Linked DNA regions of Zea mays: region 1 is linked to region 2. Evidence: chromatin contacts called from public Hi-C data. All regions are on one chromosome and are shown on one strand. The core of a region is the stretch at or near the end of the contact, and the rest is flanking DNA. Distances in the headings are between cores, read along the strand shown. Region 1 holds the start of LOC103643848 (zinc finger CCCH domain-containing protein 24). Region 2 holds the start of LOC100282719.

Region 1 (5,551 bases), core at 1,655-4,154, 270 kb before region 2:
CGTGTCCATCCAGCTGGGTGCTCAGGCCAGAACCGTCGCCATTGTTCATGCCGGGAGGCATTAGTGGTGAGGGTCCAACGGAACTAATTGATTCAGCCGTAGTAACTTGCTTCTCCGGTGGAGATTCCTTGACCAGTGTATGCACCCAAGAGAGATCAGGGTCGTCACCACCAGACCTCAGCTCGAAGGACGATGAGCGCCGGAGCTTACCCAATTCTTCACCATTTATGCCCCAATCTGGTGTCCCCGAAGGAGATCCCCACTTAGACCATGATGAGCTTAGAGGGGAGCCAAGAGCCGAAGCTCGTGCCGCGCTAGGACCAAGGTCACGAGAGCTGAGACTTCTCATTGTCTGCTGCTGCTTCTCCCGCTGGACAAGAGCAGCGGCTAGGTGGGAGCTCATTGGGGAGCCCGATTCGACACATCGTGGAGACATCCGGCCAGGGGAGGGCATCCCGAGTGATGCTTGCAGCAGCGATGAGTGTGAAGGTAACTGCTGGTTGTCCACGCCCTTTGGAGAGTAAACTCCTGTGTTGATTGGAGACAGCAGTGCTTGCTGCTGCTGCTGGAACTGATTCAGGATAGCAGCCTTGTGAGAAGGTGAAAACATTGCACCCTGGTCAGCATTACTATACCTTGGGGATGATAACATTTCAGCAGAGAAGAGGTCATCCAGGTTTGATGGATTCAGGGACTTGGTTCTAGCAGAGTGGTTCCCTGTGGATGAACTGAGACGGGAATAGCAAAGATCATTCATAAGTTGGGAATCAAGATCCCGCATCATGGAGTAGTCATCAGCAGGCATATCCCTTGCACTAAGTGATGTTCGGAGCCTGCTTGACTGAAGGCTGCTGCCAGGAAGATGTAAAGTTGGAACATTTGGCTGCTGCCAGCCCAATGAAGGGGGCATCCCATTGCCCGAAGGGGACATTGGTGGGGTAAACGGGGACATTACCGCGGAAACCGATGATGGGGAACCGGGCATCAAGCCCATTGCTGCAGCCATCTCCATAGCAGCTGTTGCTGAAGCTCTTGGAGATGGCACCGCTGATCCAGTCGAGACATACAATGGACGGAGTTCATCAGTTGTGTGGGCAAAGAAACAGACGCGACGATTGCAACTTGTGCCGTCCTTGCATAGGCGCGTCCGGTACTGTGCTGGATGGAGCCAGCACTCAAACACTCCATGAGCATATTCACACATGTCTCCGCGCCGGCATACGCCCTTCCTGAAATCTGGGCATGGCACACAACTGTAGTGGTACTTGCGGGGGTCTCGGCGCCGAGCATTCTCTCCTGGGTGGACAAATGGGCACTCAGTCCAGTCATGCGAGTATGCCCGTGAGCAAGGGCGGATCTTGAACGAGTACATGCGGAACTCATCGGAAGCATATATGCTGTTCTTGATGTCTGGAAGGGATGGATCCACTGGATATTCCTTCTTCTCCGATGTCGCAACCCTAGGCAAGTCAGCGAACTTTGTCATCATCATCACAGAAGCAGACGGTGACCGTGCATCCTCTGCAGTGGGGGATGAAACAGGCGATGAGATCGAGTTGGTGGACCTTGTCACCACCCGGAGCATGCCATGCTCAGACTTGGGGAATCCAAGAAGATCTTGAAGGGCGAACTTGGCATCAAACATCTTCGGTGGCACAGAGATCACATCAGCCGGACGACGCCCGGCGTCATCCATGGTGTTAGCGTCTGCCCCGGCTCCCAGAAGCAGCTTGACCGACTCAACAGCCGTCCGTGAGCCACCAGAGGCGGCGCAGTGGAGGGCAGTGGTGCCGTCCGTGCCCGAGCGGCGGTTGACGTCCACATACGAGATGGACACTAGCAGGCGGAGCGCGGCAAGGCTCCCATAGGTGGCAGCGACCATCAGCGGGGTGCGGTGCTCCAGGACCTTCCGGCGGCCGTACCAGAGGCCAGCCTCGTCCGCGGCGGCAGGTGGCGCGCGCTCCAGCGCGAGGCGCAGCCCCTCTGCGTCGTCGTCAGCGGCGAGCTCCAGCAGGCCCGCGAAGGTGTCTTCCGTGTCGACGGTAAGATGTCTCGCCATCTCGGCGAGAGCGTCCGCCGCCGTTGCATTCTTCATGGGCGTGCCGGCCGCCACCGCGCCACTGTCGACGCTTGCCGCAGAGGACGCAGAGATCGGCATGCCGTTCATAACAGGGGCTCCTCGGATCGGAAGAACTGAAGCAACAATGAGAAATAGAACAGGAAACCAGTCAAGAAACTAGTCAAGCAAGTCATCACTAATTCACTAGTGCGAGATATGGAATCCCACCAAATCGGAAGCAACATACAAAACAGATGCTACATATATGGAAGGAATGAAGCCCACACCACCAAATCGCGCAACAAAAGAAACCCAACACAAGTCAGCCCCGCAAAAATCCCATCTTCCGCTAGATCAGAACTCCACCGAGCTCACGCTCTCAGCCGCCAAGAGAAGGCTAGTGACTCGTACTCCCCACTCCCCAGCTGTTCCGTGCACCAAGAGAAGGCTAGAAAGAGGTCTAGCGGAGCCTACCTGTTGGGAGTCACAGCAGCGCGTGATGAGGCGAACCATCTCAGCAGCGAACCGCCCCAAAGATCTCCAGAATCCCCATGCGAAGCAAGCGTCAAAACGGGGAAGCGCGAAAAATCGAGAGAAAAGCTGCGACCTTGCGCCGAGTCGTCCGGGAGGAAGCCGAACTTCCTATCCGGTTCCGATTGTTGGGGGAGGGGAGGGGAGACGAAGGTGCTGGGGTGTGCGAGACGCCGAGGAAGGAGAGATGTGCGGTAAAAATGGGGAAAGTGGGGAGAGAGAAACTGAAAAGAGAGTAGACTGGGGGAAGTGCGGGCCTGCGGGGTGAGGGAGTCGTGGCTTTGGCTTTCGGCTTCTCTCGCAATGCCTGCCTCACTCTACTTGTCTCTGTCGTCGTCAGTCGAGATCATTCGGTAGAAATAAAAAGATACGTTATATAGATTTTAAAGATCTAGATTGTATGGTTTTTTATCCCTTGTTAAAATATATAAAGAAAACTTCACTTAAAATATTGTCATACAAAAAATAGTCAAATTTCTATAAATTTTATAATAAGCATAGCAAACCATAGTCATACAAAAAATAAGACAAGCTTCTAAAACATGCTAGCATAATAACGAAAAGTCAAAAAAAATATGTAAAAAATAGGAACAATCTTCTAGAATCTTCTACAACAATCATAACCATAAAATTTAAATTTTTTTTCTAAAATGTCATGGCAACCCATGTAGCTTAGATACTTATTGTTATGGTAAGCTAGAAATTCTCTAGATTTAGATATTTCTTAAGGTCTTTCTATGATGTCTAAGTGAAATTCATCAATGGTTCATGTGTGACTATATTAGGAAGATTGCACCCTTTGTTATAATGTAACATCACGCCACTCCACCTCACACACATGTAAAAACACGTGTAAAAACAAAACATGTTAGAAGTGAGTGTTGGTAGGGAATGTGTTAGGATACCCAACTCAAATAACTGTAAGATGTTATGGAAAATCGTGTTGTGATATAATAAAGGTGTTCTTATTTTTAAGTGTTAATTGTAAAGGATATATGTGAGGAATTCAGAGCTCACCAATATTAAGAAGGAGGATTGTTTCCCCAACTCGATCTCATTTTATAATTTGCAAATTTCCATTATAACAGTAATACCCGATATATAAGGGGTTAGTGGATAGAGGCAGGTCTTGTAATCTAGATAAGGATAGTCTATTTTTTTGTAACCAACTCCTTCCTTCAACTGTAAAAGTAAGGATAAGGCGGCCCAAGGGGAGGGGAGATCTGAATCATAAGATAGGCACTGAAAAATTGGACGCAAGGTTGAAAGTCGCCTAGAGGGGGGTGAATAGGGCGAAACTAAAATTTACAAAGTTAATCACAACTACAAGCCGGGTTAGCGTTAGAAATATAATCGAGTCCGCGAGAGAGAGTGAAAAACAAATCGCAAGCAAATAAGAAGTGTGACACGCGGATTTGTTTTTCCGAGGTTCGGTTCTCGCAAACCTACTCCCCGTTGAGTAGGCCACAAAGGCCGGGTCTTTTTCAACCCCTTCCCTCTCTCAAACGGTCCCTCGGACCGAGTGAGCTTTCTCTTCTCAAATCAACCGGGAACAAAACTTCCCCGCAAGGACCACCACACAATTGGTGTCTCTTGCCTTGGTTACAATTGAGTTTTGATCACAAGCAAAGAATCAAAGAAGAAAGCAATCCAAGCGCAAGAGCTCGAAAGAACACAAGCAAATCTCTCTCACTAATCACTAAGGCGTTGTGTGGAATTTGGAGAGGATTTGATCACTTGGGTGTGTCTAGAATTGAATGCTAGAGCTCTTGTAAGTAGTTGGAAGGTGGAAAACTTGGATGACTTGAATGTGGGGTGGTTGGGGGTATTTATAACCCCAACCACCAAACTAGCCGTTTGGTGGAGGTTGTCTGTCGCATGGTGCACCGGACAGTCCGGTGCACACCGGACAGTGTCCGGTGCGCTAGCCACGTCACCAGGTTGTTGGGTTCCGACCGTTGGAGCTCTGACTGCTGGGCCCGCCTGGATGTCCGGTGGCGCACCGGACATGCACTGTAGAGTGTCCGGTGCGCCACTTCGTGTGTGCCTGACTTCTGCGCGCTCTGGCGCGCATTTAATGCCTCTGCAGGTGACCGTTGGCGTGAAGTAGTCGTTGCTCCGCTGGCTCACCGGACAGTCCGGTGTACACCGGACATGTCCGGTGAATTATAGCGGAGCGAATTCCCGAAGCTGGCGACTTCCAGAGTCGCTCTTCCCTGGGGCACCGGACACTGTCCGGTGTACACCGGACAATCCGGTGAATTATAGCGGAGCGCCTCTGGATTTTCCCGAAGGTGAGGAGTTCAGCGTGAAGTCCCCTGGTGCACCGGACAGTCCGGTGCGCCAGACCAGGGCTGCCTTCGGTTATCCCTTGCTCTTTTTGTTGAACCCAATTCTTGGTATTTTTATTGGCTAAGTGTGAACCTTTGGCACCTGGATAACTTGCACACTAGAGCAAACTAGTTAGTCAAATTTATTTGTGTTGGGCAATTCAACCACCAAAATCAATTAGAAACCAGGTGTAAGCCTAATTCCCTTTCAATCTCCCCTTTTTTGGTGATTGATGCCAACACAAACCAAAGCAAGTATAGAAGTGCATAATTGAACTAGTTTGCATAATGTAAGTGCAAAGGTTGCTTGGAATTGAGCCAATATAAATACTTATAAGATATGCAAGGATTGTTTCTTCATTTTTAACATTTTGGACCACTCTTGCACCACATGTTTTGTTTTTGCAAATTCTTTTGTAAATTCTTTTCAAAGTCCTTTTGCAAATAGTCAAAGGTAAATAAATAAGATTTTGCGAAGCATTTTCAAGATTTGAAATTTTCTCCCCCTATTTCAAATGCTTTTCCTTTGACTAAACAAAACTCTCCCTAGATGAAATTATCCTCTTAGTGTTCAAGAGGGTTTTGAGATATCAATTTTGAAAATACTACTTCTTCCCTTTTTGAACACAAT
Region 2 (5,309 bases), core at 256-2,755:
AATTCAAAGCAAGATGCGGTACTGTATGCTAAAAGAAGCAAGAACGCTGACTATAGAGAAGAGGCACCACTACAACAACTTCCTGCAATAACAGCTCAGCCATCTCTTTATTAACATGAAAAAAGTTAGGAGCGCCATACCTTTTGGTTCCCCAGATCTCCGTGAATCCTCGCTGCTCTCGTCACTCGCGGCTCCTTTAGCCGCGCCGCCACCACCACTACCACCTGCCGGGCTGCTCGACAGGCTAATCCCCGTCCCGCTCCCGGGCGCCACCGCCACGACGGCTGGCGAGACTGCACCGAGCACAGCCCCGGAGCTCGTCCACCACGGCTGCACTGCCTGGCCGCCGGACGGCAGCGCGGCGCCGTGCCCTATGGGCTCCACCAGGTTCGTTCGGCCCGGCCGCGACTCCATGCTGCTCATACTAGCCGCCTTGCTGGCAGCGCCGCTCAGGCCGTGGCCGTCGCTGTTTCAGTGGCATCAGGAAGACGAGCGATGGAAAAGTCAAACCGAGATGAACAGTGGCAGTACGTCACAAACGAGGATCGACAATGAAAGCAGGATATGATCGGTGCAAAACAGGGTAGCGATCTTGACTTGATCGGCGACACGAAAAAACTCCACGACGCTCTGAATCCATGGCAGAACACATGCTCGCTAGTCGCGAATCATGGAGCGGAAGAACACAAACACTGGACATGAAACATCAGGGCCAATTCAACAATGGCAAGGTTTTTGCTGCGAGACTCGAGTTTCAGCTCTAGCTACCATTCAAAACCGCAGTCAGTAACAAAACGCAGATCAAAAGGGAAAACCAAACATCATGTGACACAGCCTGGAGCCCGGGACTGAAGATCACGGGAATTCTCCCTCCACTCGACCAACAAAACCAAGCTGCAGCCCGTAACGCAGAAATCAATCCTGCTCCCACCCCACAAGACAGGGCCATCAGTACGCTGCTCCGATGAACAGGATCCCATCTCCCGCCGATCCAACAAGCGGAAGAACTCGATTCCAGAGTCCCGAACCCACTACCACTACAAGCTCCCCGCAACGGCTCCCTCCGTCGAAATTGGGAGGCCGCCTTATCCGAACCGAACCCTGGCCTGGCCGCCGCCCAAAAATGGAAACAAGGTCACGGGGCGGCCGCCGCATCAAAGGCGAGGCAGGGGCCAACACCACCAAACCGCCAATCAGGAAGCAAGGGAATAAAAGGAAGCAAGCGAGGGCGAACGGGAGGAGAGGCTGAGACGCCGCTGCTGATACTGACCACTGGGCGCGAAGGAGCGGAGCCGGCGGCCAATAGGCGAGCGCGTCGTCTCCTTCCCTCGTTTCCTCACTCTGTCTCTCCCTCGCGCGCGCGCGCGTTTCCGGGTGTCGGGCGCGGGGAGGATCCCAGGAAGGCCGGCCAATCGCAGCACGCTCTGCGCAGAGGTCGTCGCCGTGGACGCGTAACCCTAGCGGCTAAAGACGGGATTGGGCAAGGATTATTGTAAGTGTCTCGGACAGGTGGAGGACGGGCAGGGATTGCAGTATTGTTTGTATAAATAAACTAGTGTCATGCCCGTGCGTTGCGACGGTACATCAATCATACTAGCTGGATGCCCGTGCGTTGCAACGGAAACATATCGTCAGTATAGGAAACGTGGTTCCTACCAATCTGGTATCAACGGTCTCGACGATCATGAGCTCTGCCGCTGCCCCCAGACAGCAGCCGCCGCCAGCATCAGGCAGCCCCCAGCAACATCCACCGCCCTGGTCGCAGCCCCTGCTTCGTCGGGAGCCATGATGCTTCACCGATAATCCCCCAAATACCCGAAATACACACAAGTTTGGAATATTATACTATAGAAAAGCCAAAGTGACCAATAATTAGGAACACAATGAGTAGATAATAACGTAAATAACAAAAATCACCTCCCATGGTGCAGGATAGATACAGTAGTTTTACATGTTATAGTAGTAAGAAAAATCTTTTTAAGAAATAAATGGAAACCAAAATAAAATTAACAATAGCATAATATTGTGTGAACTGCGACCACTTTAATGCTTAACACATGTATAAATTAGTGAATAGTGAACAGATCAATGTATTACGTTTTCCATATAAGATCATGTTCAAAATATCGAGTATCTGAAGGCTGGAGGGAGTATAAAATTAGTTTAGAAGTCTCACATTATGTGCATCTCTAAACATCGACTTTTGCATTTTCCATGTTGGAATCTGTTCGTGCATGGCTTCTGCCTGTCAACGGTAGGTGCTTCTAGCCGCGTGGTACAATTTCCAGTCTGATAGTTTCACCACGAACACAAACTCGAGATGACAGCAACACAACATATGACGTTCAAACTCAGAGGAATCACAAACCCCAGCCAAAAAGCAGAAAACATGATTAACAGTCGTCGATCGCCATCCCTTCAACACAACACCCCTGTCATCTCAGGACGTGGACTTGCGCCACTTGGCATTGGGCGTCGCCGTGGCGCTCTTCTTCCCCTTGGGCGGCGTCCGGTGCTCCATGCCGCTCTCCAAGTCGTCGACCTACGTCGGCGCCCATGCCGCCGCCGAACCAGAACGCGCTCCACTTGAAGAACCCGCCACCGCCGCCCCCGCTGCGTCGACGCCTCTCGGAGCCCAGCCTGTCCACCTAGGCCTGCAGCGCGTTGCACTGCACCTGCACCATAGAGCACACGTATGTTTCAGCGTCAGTCGGAGCACCACCGAAGTTGGTGTACATGTGCGGGCTCGAGAACTCAAGACAAGCCGACTGACGGACCTGGAGCCTGGCGACGTCGTCGCGGAGGCGGCGCACCTCCTGGTGCTGCGCGAGGACCTCGCGCTTGGAGGGGCAGCGACCGGGGAGCTCCAGCGCAGGGTTGGGGCTAGGGCTGGGGCTGCGCTGGCCGCTGAAGGAGGCGCTCAGCTCCGCGAGGCGGTTGAGCTTGCCGTGCTCCGAGAAGAGCACCTGCACCACGGCGCGCACCGACATGCGCTCGTTCTGCACGGCGTGCGCCGCGGCCTCCACCGTGAGCTTGCGCGCGTCGATCAGCCGCGCCAGCGACTTGCGCTCCTCCTTCGCAGTGCTTGGGTGTGCCTGCCGGAGATGGAGCCATGCCGAGTAATGGATCAGTGGACATTCGGACATTTCCACAAGCACGTTACATCACTTTATTTTGGATTCTTTTTAACGCGATCTTAATTCTAGCAAAACGTGAATCGTCAGCGCGCGCCGCACGAAGCATCGATCCTGATTCCTGGATCTTTACGTTACGTGGCTTTTCATGGGTGGCTAGTGTATCTTCGACTTGACATGTGAATCTGTCAGCTTCGTCAGCATTATGTTCCCAATCTATGACAGAGTCTCAGCGGCGGAACAGAACAGAACGCAACACAGAGCAGGCTGTAGGCCCATGAAATCCAAGAACAGATCCTGTCACTGTTCTGGCCTTCACCCAGCTAGGCCCCAAAAGCACACCCAGGGCATCTAGGATTTCCGTTGGCACCTGCAAGATCCCTGAGCAGGTTGCAGGCGCTGCTGTAGCTTGCTTGGGGAATTCCGTCCGCACATTTCCACCAGCCACATCTGGGACGGATATTAGCGGGTACTCCTACTGTACCATCAGGCACATCTAGTTTCCTGTGGGAATAAAAAACCACAGGTGTACAGTAACCCAGCTGGTGGTTGGTCGTAGCAGCTAGCAGGAGTGCAGGACAAAATAAAGGAAAATGTGGCCGAGTAGTTCGGCGCACAGGGCACCAAACCAAAGCCCAAAGGGACAAAGCAGTGGAGCGCCTATTCCCATGTGTTTTAACAGGTCCCTCCCTCTGTTGGTTAACTGGTGGAGCTCACGTGACACTGGCATCTCTCTCTCTCCTGACGTCTGTCGTTCACTAAACAGAGTGTCAATGCTGCAGAGCGTGAGGTTTCAGCGATTAGCGGTGGTTTTGGACACTGCCGTGACACCAGTAGACAAGACGTTTCTGCCTTTTTTCGACACAAGAATCGCCTATGCGATGCAACATGCCGATGCTGCTAGCTAGCGATGGTTCCAGCGACAGAAGGGAGTGAGGTTTTTTTTATCCTGTGCATTGGCAAACCGGGCAAGCAAGCATGTTTGTTTGGCTTTAATCTATACCGTTTTTCACTACATCTACAGTTTTGTTTTTATAGATTATAGCACCAGTACAAAGAGCTAATTTTAATCCAAAACGAACAAGCAAACCAAACGATGTCATTCTCAGTTCACTCACAGGCGGAACAAACAAACCCATGGAATAAAATTCATTGCAAGTGTGTGGTCTGTTCCCGTGCCTCTAGAACATAGTAGAATAAAATAAGCATGGTTGTGCGTTGCTGGCTTTGATATGATTCTGCTCTGAATCTGATGACTGTGCACTACGCCTAGGACCTCTTAAGGCCAGTTTGGTTTCGAGGGACTACAGATTACTCTCTTTATTTTAGTCTCGTTTAGTTCATAAATTATCAAACGACGAGATTAAAACATGAACTAAAATGTTTGTCTCTAGTTTTTCGAGGAATGGCAAAAAGAGACTAAACAATATTAATTTCATTTGTTGCCTCTTATTTATTTTAGTTACACTAATTGTGAAAAAATGTTAAATAGTATTTTGGTCCTCTTATGATTCATTTAATGTGTTCTATATACTTTTAGTCCTTAGAACTAAACAGATTAAAGCCTAAACTTTAGTCTCCTACCTAAATTTTAGGTTAAAATAGGATGAGGCAGGGACGACACCGTTCACTCGATTTTTTTTGGATCACGCCACCACCAAAATTTTCTATGGTGTTTAGCTCGCCTCGTCTCCACTCAACTCTTAGCCAAACACTATAAAATTATGGCCGCACGCTTTCATTCCTCGTTGTACATCCAACCAAAAACACTATAAAGTAACCAAACGGCTTAAGGTTGCAGATTTCACCTAAAAAACTAATGATTGCATGATAATTGGATTTACGAGCAGGCAGAAGATGCCTCGAACAATAATAGAAATGGACATTACTGCAGTGCTAGCATTGCGTTGTGTGGTCCGCTGCAAATCACAGGACAGTCAAACACACACCCACATGGACATGCGTCGCAAGTTTTCAGGCGCTCGAGAATCAGAGCCGCCCTAGTATATGTATATGCATGCATGCCTGGTTCGGTTGTTCCTATCGCTTTTTTCACTTTATTACTACTGATTGCTGCTATCTGAATAGCACAGATTCAAACCCGACTTGCTGGGCTGGGAATTGGGATTGTCTGCAACCCAAGGCACCCTCACTACCCATCATCGGTTCAAGAAC

The links. A called contact is a pair of places that touch in the nucleus more often than the background predicts.
Region 1: a Hi-C map of endosperm shows a contact between it and region 2, with 2.2 times the contacts expected there. The contact joins the promoter of LOC103643848 here to the promoter of LOC100282719 in region 2. A contact is called at or near these places in 6 of 25 Hi-C or Micro-C datasets (bundle sheath, ear, endosperm and 2 more).

What each region holds. Positions count from the first base shown.
Region 1 is chr1:270,349,048-270,354,598 of Zm-B73-REFERENCE-NAM-5.0, reverse strand. LOC103643848 (zinc finger CCCH domain-containing protein 24) reads right to left here and starts at 2,904. Exons shown (of 2, transcript XM_008667014.3): 1 at 2,534-2,904; 2 at 1-2,193. The coding sequence starts at 2,167.
Region 2 is chr1:270,081,305-270,086,613 of Zm-B73-REFERENCE-NAM-5.0, reverse strand. It overlaps LOC100282719, which reads right to left and starts at 1,505. Exons shown (of 7, transcript NM_001155626.1): 1 at 1,271-1,505; 2 at 141-466. The coding sequence starts at 423.